Linked DNA regions of Mus musculus: region 1 is linked to region 2. A link is a contact called in public Hi-C data. All regions are on one chromosome and are shown on one strand. Each heading gives the region's core, a stretch centred on a gene start, on an enhancer-like site or on the middle of the called end of the contact. The rest is flanking DNA. Distances are from core to core; before and after follow the strand shown.

Evidence for each region. Hi-C and Micro-C count contacts between places; a contact is called where the count stands out from the background.
Region 1: a Hi-C map of CD8 T cells shows a contact between it and region 2, with 3 times the contacts expected there. The contact joins two enhancer-like sites. A contact is called at or near these places in 6 of 484 Hi-C or Micro-C datasets (CD4 T cells, CD8 T cells, the N1E-115 cell line and 2 more) and 4 of 115 datasets of contacts at active chromatin or transcription factors (CD8 T cells, effector CD8 T cells, large pre-B cells and 1 more).

Annotation. Positions count from the first base shown.
Region 1 is chr8:36,180,449-36,186,941 of GRCm38.p6, reverse strand. No RefSeq gene overlaps it. Among named protein-coding and RNA genes, the nearest start is that of Gm35520, 4.8 kb to the left of the region's middle. Within about 2 kb of position 2,666, at least 188 of the 459 cell types and tissues checked have an H3K27ac peak or open chromatin away from gene starts, as enhancers often do. A contact at or near this core is called in CD8 T cells, the N1E-115 cell line, Th1 cells and 1 more, where this site is marked.
Region 2 is chr8:35,629,929-35,635,948 of GRCm38.p6, reverse strand. All of the region lies in intron 1 of Mfhas1 (malignant fibrous histiocytoma amplified sequence 1), which reads right to left. Among named protein-coding and RNA genes, the nearest start is that of Gm16793, 44 kb to the right of the region's middle. Within about 2 kb of position 1,823, at least 129 of the 459 cell types and tissues checked have an H3K27ac peak or open chromatin away from gene starts, as enhancers often do. A contact at or near this core is called in CD8 T cells, the N1E-115 cell line, Th1 cells and 1 more, where this site is marked.

The DNA of each region.
Region 1 (6,493 bases), core at 1,417-3,916, 550 kb before region 2:
GGTGCAAGGTGTATATTAAATATATTTCTGATTTTTTTTAAAGACATCAGTAACTATAACAAACCAAAGTGCAAGGTTTAATATTTGGGGTGTAAGAATCCCAGACTGGTGTGAGCCACTCCTTTCTGAAAGAAGAGATCTCCCCCACCCCAGTCTCAGAGGGGCCTGGTTTATGTCTCTGGCCTTATTAATGTCTGAATTCATGGATTCCAAAATGTTTAGAAATGTCAAATGTTTTCTGTGTCTTGTCATACTGTGTGTGTGTGTGTGTGTGTGTATGTGTGTTGTTAGGGTGCTATCACACATATGAGAAAGCCTGAGTATTCAGATTTCTGTCTGAAGTGCATGCTTTTGGTAGTGAGCTACGTCTTTATTTTAATACTGAATCTCTGCTGTGTCGCTAAGACGTGGCTAAGACGTGGCAAGGGGCGCTTCGACTTTCAACTCTGTCTTGAACATTCACTTGGATAATTACCTTTATGTTGGCTCCTTCACGCAATGGAACTCCCCAAGATGAAAGACATGAATGGAGGGGGGATTAGAATTATCAGAGAGAGAACTCTTTTGTTTCCAATGGAGGGTGTCAAGCAGAGGGCTTTAGCGACCACGGGACAAACATTCTAGATCCAACTTTTATCTTCAGCCTTAAGTTGAAATTTAAAGTGCAGTCTAACTAACTATAAAGAGCTCTTTATTTGGAAAGGCGTCTATTGAGGCTCCGTTCTTCCTTATATCACATTGTAATGAAAAAGTCAAACATTAAGCAAACCCTGCCTGTAGGCACAGTAGCCCGTCCTGCAGACATTTTGCTATACAATGAAAGGCTTAGTGTGGATAAACTAGTGGCTTCAGGGTTTCTTCCCAGGTAAAGTCTGGTTAAATCCACCGACCACAGGCAGATCCCTGATTCACAGATTCATATAAAGGCATGTGTGACTTTATAGACTCTATGGATGTAGAAATAGCTATACCTAACCATTTATTATGTATCTCATTAAACCTGTGCTAAGAAAAACCTTTCCTACTGTAATTCCAACCAGAAACATTTGAATTGGACTGTACAGACAGTTCTCATAAGTGCCAGGTTATTTTATAAGGCTGAAAAGGAGTTTTAAATAAGCATATAAAACTTCTAACTGAGCCATCCACCAAAGAGCATACAAGGGCTGGCTGGACCAAAGCCCCAGGCACATACGTAGCAGAGGGCTGCCTTGTCTGGCCTCATGGGAGAGGATGTGCCTAATCCTGCAGGGATTTGATGCATCAGAGTAGGGAGATATGGGGGGGGGCACCATCTCAGAGGCAAAGGGGAGGTGGGATAGAGGGAGGGACTCTGGGGGGCTGGGAGAAGGGCAGTGTGTGGAATGTAAATAAACAAATCAATAAATTAATTTAAAAAAGAAAACTCATTTTAGCACCCGTCTTTGAAACCTTAGCAACACACTTTACTAAGATTATGAAAAGTCAGCAAAAATCGCAAAGCACCCTGGGATCTCACTTGATGTGCCCTACGCAAGAGCACTGGACATTTCTCCACTCAAGGAAGTTTCTATGAGCAAATGCACTGATGCCCGGCATCTGCAGGGGACTGTGTTCTGCTGAGTCGGCTCAAGCATAAAACGAGAAGTTTCCATCAAAGTCAAGTTAAGATTGATGTTAATTTACAAGTTTTCAGTTGGATTGCCCTGGGGCTAAGAGATCGTGAACATTCTTGGGCCAGATGTTCCCACTCTAGAGTGATAGTCATTTTCTGGTTATTTGGGAAAAAAAAAACTGAGTTGGCTTCTGGAACATTTATCTAAGTACATGGCAGGACCAGGAAATATGTCTATTGACATTCGAAATTAAAAAAAAAATGTTTGCAGCTAGAAGAAAAACAGGAAAAAAATGCAGTGTTTCTTAAAACGGAGTCTCTCGGATGCTGATAGACACATCTCATCTGAACTGTGGACAGCGTTTCTGTTTTCTGTTTCAGTAGCATAGATGGAAATTAGCCAAAAAAAAAAAAAACCCAGAAATTTAAAATTACTATAAAACTGCTCTCGATTTTTCTAATTAAAGAGCAGGTTAGTCTGCTTCATAGAAGGGCTAAATTAGAGAACACCTAATAAGAAATACAACTTAAGGCAACCCCTGGCAGGAGAAGGTGAGTCAAATTAAAAGACTGAGGTTTTCTTTTTCAATACTAATAAAGAAGGCCCTTTTAAGTCATTCATTACTCCACATAAAGCCTTCTACTGGACTGCTTTCCTGTATTCTTTTATAGAAAGTACATTCACTTTAATATTTATGTAGACTAAGCGTGCCCCTTCTTTGATGATCACTAACTGGCTATGTGGCCTCTCTGGAGTGACACCAAAACCTAAATCAAGAGTCCAAACTAATGTTACATTGGCTGTTTCAATACTGTGGTAGTTAGAGTTCAAATCAACAAACCCTGTTTGCTTTGCCAATAACAAGACTGGTAGAGTTGCTGGCTTTGGGGAGACATAGCATTTAATATTTTCAGAAGAAAAAAGAAAAAAAAATCGAGTGTAACAATGCACATTTCGAATGTGGCCACCAGAGGTCTACTGACACTGCAGAGCGAGCAGGCTGCAGGAGCGTGGGCGCAGACTGGTGCATGCGTACTCTGCCTGGTGGGGCCAGAGACTCTCCAGCCCTGCCCTGGTCTGCTGAGTCAGAGCTGCTCTGTAACCCCCACAGGTGACTCAAGTATGCGAGGGAGTGTGAGAAAGACTGCTGCCAGGGTTGAAAAGGAAATGTGGTGTATCCCGTGTGTGATGGAGATTAAGATATTTAAAAGTCCAGGCAAAGGCAGGGCATGGAGGCACCCATATTTAATTCCAGCATGTGGGCAGGAGGCAGAGGCAGGTGGATCTCCTAGTTCAAAGCCAGTCTGGTCTACTAGTGAGTTACAGGACAGTCAAGGCTAAACAGTGAACACACCTCACCACCCGCGCCTCTCTCTCTCTCTCTCTCTCTCTCTCCCCCTCCCTCTCCCCCTCTCCCTCCCTCCCCCCTCTCTCCTCCCTCCCCCTCTCTCTCTTTCTCCCTCCCTCCCTTCTCTCTTCTCTCCCTCCCTCTCCCCTTCTTCCCCATTTCCCCCTCCCTCTCCCCCTCTTCCCCTTTCCTCCCTCCTCCCCATATTTCTCTCTCTCTCCCTCCCTCCCTCCCTCTCCCCCTCTTCCTCATTTCCCCCTCCCTCTTCCCCTTTCCTCCTCTCCCCCCCCCCACTTTAAACATTTTTCCTAACAATGTTACAACTCAAAAGCTATTTTCTTTTCAAAACGTTCTACCTGGACCTGGTGCCACAGAACTGTCATCACACATCTTGAGATCAAGAGGCAGGAAGGATCACAAGGTCAAGGCCTGCCTGGGCTACAGAGTGAACTCATATCAAACAAGACTGCCTCAAAATAAAAGATTAACATGGGTTTGGAGGTATAGATCGGTGGTAGAATATTTACTTGGCATGTGTAATGCCCTAGCTTCAAACTCTGGTACAAAATCATTTAAGTGACCAAGGCTGTATTTTTAATTTGCAATTTAGCTTCCAGATATTTGAAGATGAAGAAGCTCTAAATATCACCTAACATGTACAGGTCTAAATGTTCTCGTTTAACAGAAGAAATTATCTGACCAGGACTGAAGTGGCATTCCACGCTCAATATAAGATAGTTAGCTGTCTTTAACTAGAACCAAGTTCTCCAGAGGTGTCCCTGAGGCTGCAGGACCTCACTCTTGTATGGAGGTGGGGCTAAGCTAGGGAAGCATCATGGGAAGGGCAGGCTTTGTCCATCAATCAAGATGTGCAGAGCCCTGGACTCAGAGGTTCCTCTCCTACTCCAATGTGCCAGGATTCCTTCAAGTATATCGAGACTGTTAGACTGATTTTTCTCTGTTCCCCATATTTCTCAGGGACAGGGATGTCTCCATGGTTCTCTGTGTTACCATCAGTATACTCCCAACAACTCTGTCTTCACAGAATACATATCCAGTCACTGAGTCTGTGTCTCTCTCTCTCTCTCTCCCTCTCTCTCTCTCTCTCTCCCCCTCTCTCTCTCTCTCTCCCTCTCTCTGTCTTTCTCTGTAGACCTGGCTGACCTCGAACTCCCGGTGTAGATCAAGCCCACAGAGGTCAGCCTGCCTTTCACTGTAAAGGCATGCAACACCACACTGGGCTCTCACTTGGCTCTTCCTTAAATCAATCCAGCCAGCACTCATAGCCTCCCCTTCGCTGCCATCCTCCCAAACCACTGTACTTTCCCTTTAAATGGATTAGGCATAACTCCAATATCTACCACCTCTCTGTACAACACGCTACCGCCATGGTTCTGCTGGATCTTCCGCTCAGTGGCCTATGTCTTCCTTCTTACCTGGGAGGGAAGTTGGATTTAGAGGCTGATCAATCTCCAAGTAACCTGGGAACGAGACCACCCAAAGGAACCTATCAGCTAAGAGCGTCAAATTTCAACCTGTGGTTTTCAAGTCACACATACAGCAAACATTCTATTTTTGATACCCTTGTGGTTAGAACATTTCGCAGAATCTCTTCTACTTTCCCCTAGTCCCACCACAACCATGAGTAGCACAGAGAGAGCCACGCCTTGCCTTTTCTTCCAGGCAAGATCTTTCTTCGTTCAAACTAAGCTTGTCACCGAGGAGGAACAGCGCTGTGACAGGTTCTCAGGTGGGATTCTCACCATGCTCAGGTTCTAGGCATATGAAAAAGTTTGGGTCTCGCCTATGTTAGATCTGGTTGGCTATCTGTATGCACAGAGAACATGTTGGTCTGCCCAAGAAAGTCTTTATACACCTCTGGGGTGTTTTGAATGAAAATGGCACCCCGAGGCTCACAGGAAGCACCACTGTTAGGAAGTCTGGCCTTATGGGAGGAAGTGTATCACTTCGGATGGGCTTTGAGGTTTCATTTGCTCAAGTCAGACCCAGTGTCTTAGTTAGGGTTTTACTGCTGTGAACAGACAGCATGACCAAGGCAACTCTTATACAGAACAACATTCAACTGGGGCTGGCTTACAGGTTCAGAGGTTCAGTCCATCATCATCGAGGCAGGAACATGGCAGCATCCAGTCAGGCATGGTGGAGGAGATCTTCATCTGAAGGCTACTAGCAGAATACTGACTTCCAGGCAGCTAGGATGAGGGTGTTAAAGCCCACACCCACAGTGGCATACCTACTCCAACAAGGCCATACCTACTTCAACAGGGCCACACCCTCTAAGTGCCTCTCCCCAGGTCAAGCATATACAAACCATCCCAGAGCCCCCAATGAAATGTTTTCCTTTATAAAAGCTGCCACTGTCATGGTGTCTCTTCATACCCATAGAAAGCCTAACTAAGACAGCCTTTTGTGGCTTTTCTATAGGCAAGTTGCCTCAGTTTTCTGCCCATCTCCTACTTGTTCTACAAGAGTCTTCTAAGATCCATTTTGCTTCCGTCAGATCTTTGTTGCATCCAGAAGCTGTTTCCTAGTAAAAATAGGCTAACCGTGTCCAGGCTACAGAAAGAGAAAGAATGAGAAGGAAGACCAAAGCAGTCAAGTAATCCTAACAAGATGCTCTAGGTCTCACAGGACATGGGTATGGGGTCCGCTGATGACTGTTTGTGGTAGTCACTGAAGTTTCTCTCAAGGTAAGGATATTTAATATGCACCTTGTCTTGGAAAGAATCTTCCATCCAGGTATACTTCATTGACACATGTTTAAGCACTTTGAAAGCCCCGTTAAAAATCCATTAAAATTACTATTGACGTTGGTGTTCTTAATATAAGTTTGGCTGATGTCACTGGGCAGTGGTGGAACATGCCTTTAATCCCAGCACTTGGGAGGTAGAGACAGGGGGATTTCTGAGTTTGAGGCCAACATGGTCTACAGAGTGAGTTCCAGGACAGCCAGGGTTACACAGAGAAACCCTGTCTTAAAGCCTCCCCCCCCCCAAAAAAAGTATGGCTGATGCCCCACTTCCTGTAAATAAGCAAGACTATGGGGGATAGGCTAGTTTGACTCCCTATCAGCTGTTGAACTCTCCTTTGCTGCCCTTAATGTCTTGATAAAAAAGACTGTCAATCAAAGCTGCTGGCCAAGACTACCTTTGTGCCAGCATCAGCCTCTGTGAGTGGCTTGAGAAAGCCATGCAGTAATAGCTGCTTGCTTTGACTTCTGAAGGTGCAGCTGCATACTGAGCTACTCAAAACAGTTTGTACCAGATGGCTTTTGCTATCACAAGCCTCGGTGAACTTCATTTCTACCTAAGCAGGTGATGGGGTGAGGGGGCATGTCCCCTGATGAACCAGCAGAAGGCCTGTGACTGATGCTAAAGAGACAATGCTATGATTGGTACAGACACAAGCCTTCATTTACATATGGGGGTATGCTGTGATTGGTGCAGACACAAGCCTTCATTTACATGTGGGGGTATGCTGTGATTGGTGCAGTCACAAGCCTTCACTTACATGTAAAGTGTGTTGTGAT
Region 2 (6,020 bases), core at 574-3,073:
TTGATCTTTATCTTACATTATATTAATATATTATCATATAGTATCAATTATATATCAATGACAATTTCAGTTATTCTTCTTGGCTTTGAAATCAAAAGTAAAAATCATCTTGTAACAAAAACTAACACAAAATTCCATACATTATCCATTTTCTCTCTTTCCTTCCTGACTACCAGTCATTTCCACAGGTTAGAAGCCTTCCTTGTTCCCTGGTGTAATAAAAATGCAAACTGAGCTAAAGAATGGGGCGTTTTAAGATACATACAGGGCATGTTTGAAGCTTAGGGCAGACTTTAAGCCAATTAAACATTGCTACTTAAGACACAGTGAGAGCTTGTCTCAAACAAATAAACAGGCAAACAAACAAGTTGCTATTTATAAAGACAAGTGCCAGCATAGTGTAGTGGGTAGCTCATGCCTGTAATCCCAACCCTGGGTAAGCTGATGCAGGAGGATGGCTGTAAGCTAAGAAGTCAGCCTGAGCTACATAGTATGTTCTAGATAAGCCTAAGCTACAGAATGAGGCCCTGCCCATTAATTCATTAACTAATTCATTAAAATCCAGGCAAATGCAGCTGTTTTGTTGCTGGCCTTCTCAGTCCTGGCAATCAAACCTAGAGCCTTGAGCACACCAGACCATCAGCCTACCACTGAATCATGTCTCCAGCCCTTGCGGAGAAAATGCTATTAAGAAATGAGAATAATATTGACAAACTACAACACTAAGATTTATGATACCTTGGGCTGGCAAGATAGATATACACATCTTCATTTGAAAAACAAACAGCTGAACCTGTGATTTTACATGCAAACTCAGATATTAAGAAGCTCTGTTGTACATGCCATTTTAAATGTCTTCTTTAACCCTGGATAACTAGATAGCAATTGGATGTTGGGCAATTACAAAGCAAACCTCCCTAATAAGGACCAGCAAGCTAAATATGCAACATCTCCTCACGTGTATGCGTTAGAAACACCGAAGTAGGCTAGCAATGCAGCTCAGATACACAGTGCAAGCTTAACATGTGTATCTGGGCTCCAGCCCCAGCCCACACCACACAGACAAGAGGGAAAAACAGCTCAGGGGTGGGCGCTGAACAATGATGCTTTTTCTCTTATGTAGTAAAGAACTCAGCCCAAACCACATGTGTCAGTTTCGTTGGCTTTGCTTGTTGTTGTTGTTGTTGTTGTTGTTGTTGGGTTTGTTTTTGTAACCTTTCTTTAATATGAACTGTGATCATATTTCTTCTGTGGTCAAAACAACCCTGAAGCAAGCACACTGAACTTTAGGAGCCCGTGTGAACTGGCAGCACCTTTTCAGATAGATCAGAAGACGTTTGTTCAGAAATGCTAATGCCAAGACCCTAAATGCCTTAGAGAACTCCTCTGGGTTGCAGAAACCTCAGAGAAAGCAGGTCTCACTTCGCAGCCCCTAATGAAACCTCACTTATTCCACTGCACCCGGGACTGCCTATGTGCTGAACAAAACAAAAGACAATCTCACCACACTTACCCGGTATAAACCACTCCTTATCCTGCTTCATATTTTTATGAAATATGCCATCCTATTTTGACAACTCCATATGAGGTTTTATGCATTTCTTTAAAAAAAAAAAGACGGATGTGTGTTCTGCACCACTACTAAAAATTAACCTCATCCCAGCCTCATCAAGATGTGAGGTTAAAAATAACTAGGGTTTGCCTCTAGAGCAAAAAAATGTGTGGCAGAGTGCAAAGATGCTCTGCCCCTGCAGTGACCTGACGTGAGCTACAGGACTGCCCAGTGTCAGTCTTCAAGGGGAGCCCCAAAAGGGGAAGTGCACCCCACCCTTGCTTCTGGAGTGGCTACAATCGAAGAATCTAATTTTAGATGCTATCGCTTCCTCTGCGAGCAGTGAATCATAGCTTCAAAGTGACTGGGAGGCAGACGTAAGTCTTACTAAATGTTCGCATGGCAGGCTGAGATACTTTCACCTGAAGCTGCTCAGAAACTCAGTCCTGGAACTGCAGCCGTGGTCCCGAGCTTCCCCTCCCCCGAATCCCACCCCTGTGCGCTCATGCACGCACACACCGACACACACCGACACACACTGACACACACCAACACACACCCTTCAGAACCTCCATCTGAAGGAGCTAGGTGAACACAGTAAAAGTTTGAGGGTTATTTTATGCAGGGTGTGTGTGTGTGCATGTGTGCTTGTGTGTGTCTGTGCATATATGTGTATATGTGTGTGTGTGTGTGTGTTTGTAGCATATATGGGTAGTACACACACACACAGTAGGGTACAGGCATGCATGACATCTGTGTGTACATGGAGAGGTCAGAGGAGGATGCCTAGTGTCCTGCTCTATCTCTCCATGACTCATTCCTCTGTGATGAGGTCTCTCACGGACTGTGAAGCCAGGCTAGCAGCTATCAAGCTCCACCCTCCACAAGCTGGAGGTCACAGGTACACCCTGTGCAACTACACCCGGCTGGTTTTAATTATTGTCTTTGACACGACATGAACTCAGGTCCTCCCGTGTGTGCAGCAAGCGCTCTTATGCACTGAATTATCTCCTTAGCTCCTCTTCCTCCTGGCACAGTGAAGCTTGAGAGGCACTCACCACGCTTGGTAACCCCTTAACCCATCCCTAAACAATCCCAGGACAGTGGCTGACAGCCTTTCCCACCCAGTGCTCCGGGGCATGAAGATGCCTTGCGCATCATCTCTCCATTTCTTCCCTTGTACTTCTTACTGAAAAATTACCAGGTTTGACTAACGGCGGGGGGGGGGGGGGGGAACAACAACCAACCAACCCCAGAAAGCAGGTGTCTGATGTGCACCAAAGAATAAGAGAAGAAAGCAAGAGAGAGAGAGGCTCTGTTCCAAAGAGAGAACTACACACAGTGTGGGTGCCCCAAGGGTGGAAAGTGAGAACAAGACAGAGGCAGGGGAGGGGCAAGGCCAAGGCTCACTCACCCACCTCTCCTTTGTGCTGCCCCCCCCCCCCACAACATCAGCTCTATCATGCCTACGTTCCCCATCTTAAATGAGATACAGGAATATCTACTAAATTTAACGGTCACACTAAGATCAGTGAGGATAAATCAGAATGGAAGGGCAGAACTCAAGAACTATCCGTTTCCACAATCTCCAAAGCGGAACTGCAGATCCGAGGAGACAAAAGCCAAAGAGTAGAAAGCTATTTCCTAAGCAATGGGAGAGTCTTTTTCATAGAAGTAAACCTCTGCTCTCTCTGGGGCTCTAACAGCATGGGTGACACTCGTGCTGAACGACAGGGACACGGAGCCTCCACCACCACAGCTGTCCTTTCACAACCTTTCCTGGGACATTGACAGGGACTCTCAGTCTCAACCTTGGCATCCAAAGAGGTGGGAGAGATCAGCCAGGGGAACCCCCAGAATTTTCCCTACCAGCCCTAAAATCTGTCCAACTCTAAGTCAAATAAATAGTCACTCTTTCATTATTACTATTTCTCTTAAAACCAGAGGGAAAGTTCCAGTTATCCAGCTGAGGCAAGAGGACTGCAAGTTTGAAATTAAAGAAACCAAAAGCTGAAAGCTCATAGTTGATGATAGCACACAGCTTTGAGCATGTCATGTGTTCAGTATAGCACAGCCTCCCTTAAAATGTGATTCTCTTCACACTTAAGCAGGTTTCCTTACAAACACACAAAGAAAATATGCCTGGGCACAGCGCCTACCGTTGTTTAGAATTAGCTTTGTATTCACATCTTATCTGAGATCTGGAACTAGTCAGCATTCGTATGTGTACCTCTGAGGAGGCAGGGCTGGCTTCGGGCCACCCTTTACATCGCAACCTGGGGTGTGTGTTCAAACACAGCCGTGTGCTTTGGGTGCCTCCTTCCCTGGTCTTTTCCCACACGGCCCACCCTCCCTATGCTTTGACTCTCCCTTGCATATCCTCAAGTTGATGCCGTACTCTATGTCTGATACTGGATCACCAGCCTTTCCTCCAAGAAACCCTGGATTCTCCACTCCTAAAGCATAGAACCATCCCTCTGTATTTGTCGCTGAGTCAGCCTCAACTCCTTCCAGGCGCTAAGGCTGCTCGCTCTTGACTGGGAAGCAAGTTTAAGGGCTAAATGCTAGGTATTTAGGTTATTGATTGTTGTTGTTGGTTTGGTTTGTTGGCTGTTTTCTGTTTTGTTTTTAAATGGATATTTTCTTTATTTACATTTCAAATGTTATCCCCTTTCCCAATTTCCCCCCTGTCCCTGCTCCCAGAACCCCCCCCCATCCCATCCCCACTCCCCCTGCTTCTATGAGGGTGTTTCTCCACCCACCCACCCGCTCCTGCCTCCCCACTCTCAATTCCCCTACACTGGGGGAATCTATCAAGCTTTCACAGGACCAAGGGCCTCTCCTCCCATTGATGCCTGAGAAGGCCGTCCTCTGCTACATATGCAGCCGGAGCCATGAGTCCCTCCATGTGTACTCCTTGGTTGGTGGTTTAGTCCCTGGGAGGTCTGTGAGGTCTGCTTGGTTGATATTGTTGTTCATCCTATGGAGTTGCAAACCCCTTTAGTTCCTTCAGTCCTTTCTCTAAGTCCTCCATTGGGGACCTGGCGCTAAATCCAATGTTGGCTGGTGTTTTTGAGACACAGTTTTTATGTATAACAAAGCCCTGGCTATCCTGAACTCACTCTGTAGACCAGGCTGGTCCCTAACTCAGAGAGATCCACCTGCCTCTGCCTCCTGAGTGCTGAGTTTAAAGGTGTGTGCCACTGTGCCCCATCAGGTTATTGGTACATTTTAAGAGGCAGCCTAAATATGATCTGCACGACAAAGCAAATTTGAAGTGAAAACATGAATAAGGGCAAGAAAAATGAAATCAAGAAGAGAAGCACTAGCCGGGCAGTGGTGGCGTATGCCTTTAATCCCAGCACTTGGGAGGCAGAGGCAGGTGGATTTCTGAGTTCAAGGCCAGCCTGGTCTACAAAGTGAATTCCAGGACAGCCAGGGCTATACAGAGAAACCCTGTCTCGAAACACAAACAAGAAGAAGATGAAGATGAAGAAGGAGGAGGAGGAGGAGGAGCAGCAGCAGAAGCACTCATTTTAATTACACCAAGAAGGAAACTATGAGATCAGATACAATGGACTAAGATGTGCTTCCCTCAACATTTGAATACAAAAATGCTCATTCCCTGAAAGGTGGAGATAGACGTAACTGGCCTGCTGTCACCTACAATGAGAAAACCATGTGGAGTTCTTTAAAGTATATTTAACTGACATTCTTGATCAGACTGAATGAGCAGAACCAACAGCAGAATTTTCCAGATCACTAACACAAAAGCAAGCAAAGAATAACAACAAAACAGGCTGGGGAGATAGAGTAGTGGGTAAGAGTGTTTGCTATACAAGCCATAGGTCCTGAGCTTGAATTCCCAACAGCCACATGACTAGCTTGGCATGGCCACACACCTCCTGTCACCCAGTACCAGGAGGGTCAAAGATAAGAGGACTGCTGGGGCAGGCTGGCTGGCTGGCTGCCCAGTTTCAGGTTCAGTGAGGGACAGATCCTGACATCTGAGAATAAAACAGGTAGTGACAGAGTAGAATGCCCAACATTGCTCTCTGATCTCTCACTTGTAAGCACCTACACATACACACTTGTGCACACACATGTGTGCACGTGCACACACTTGCATGCACTTGTACACATGAACACACACAGATGCACTCATGCGCGAGAACAGTCACACACATGCACACAGGCATGCAGGCACACACACACTTGGACACACACAGATATACTCAAGAATGTATACATTCACACATGTATACATGCACGTGCGTGCGCGCACACACACATGGACACACCTACATCCACAGGGCCATGTTTCCCATAAGTGGACCATGCTTATACATCTTCACATAAACACATAGTCAGGAATAGTCACACACAAAAAATGAAAACTTAGAAGCTAGCATTACAGATAAATCGTGGACTGTGCACTTAACCACGCATGAGACCCTGGATTTCATTC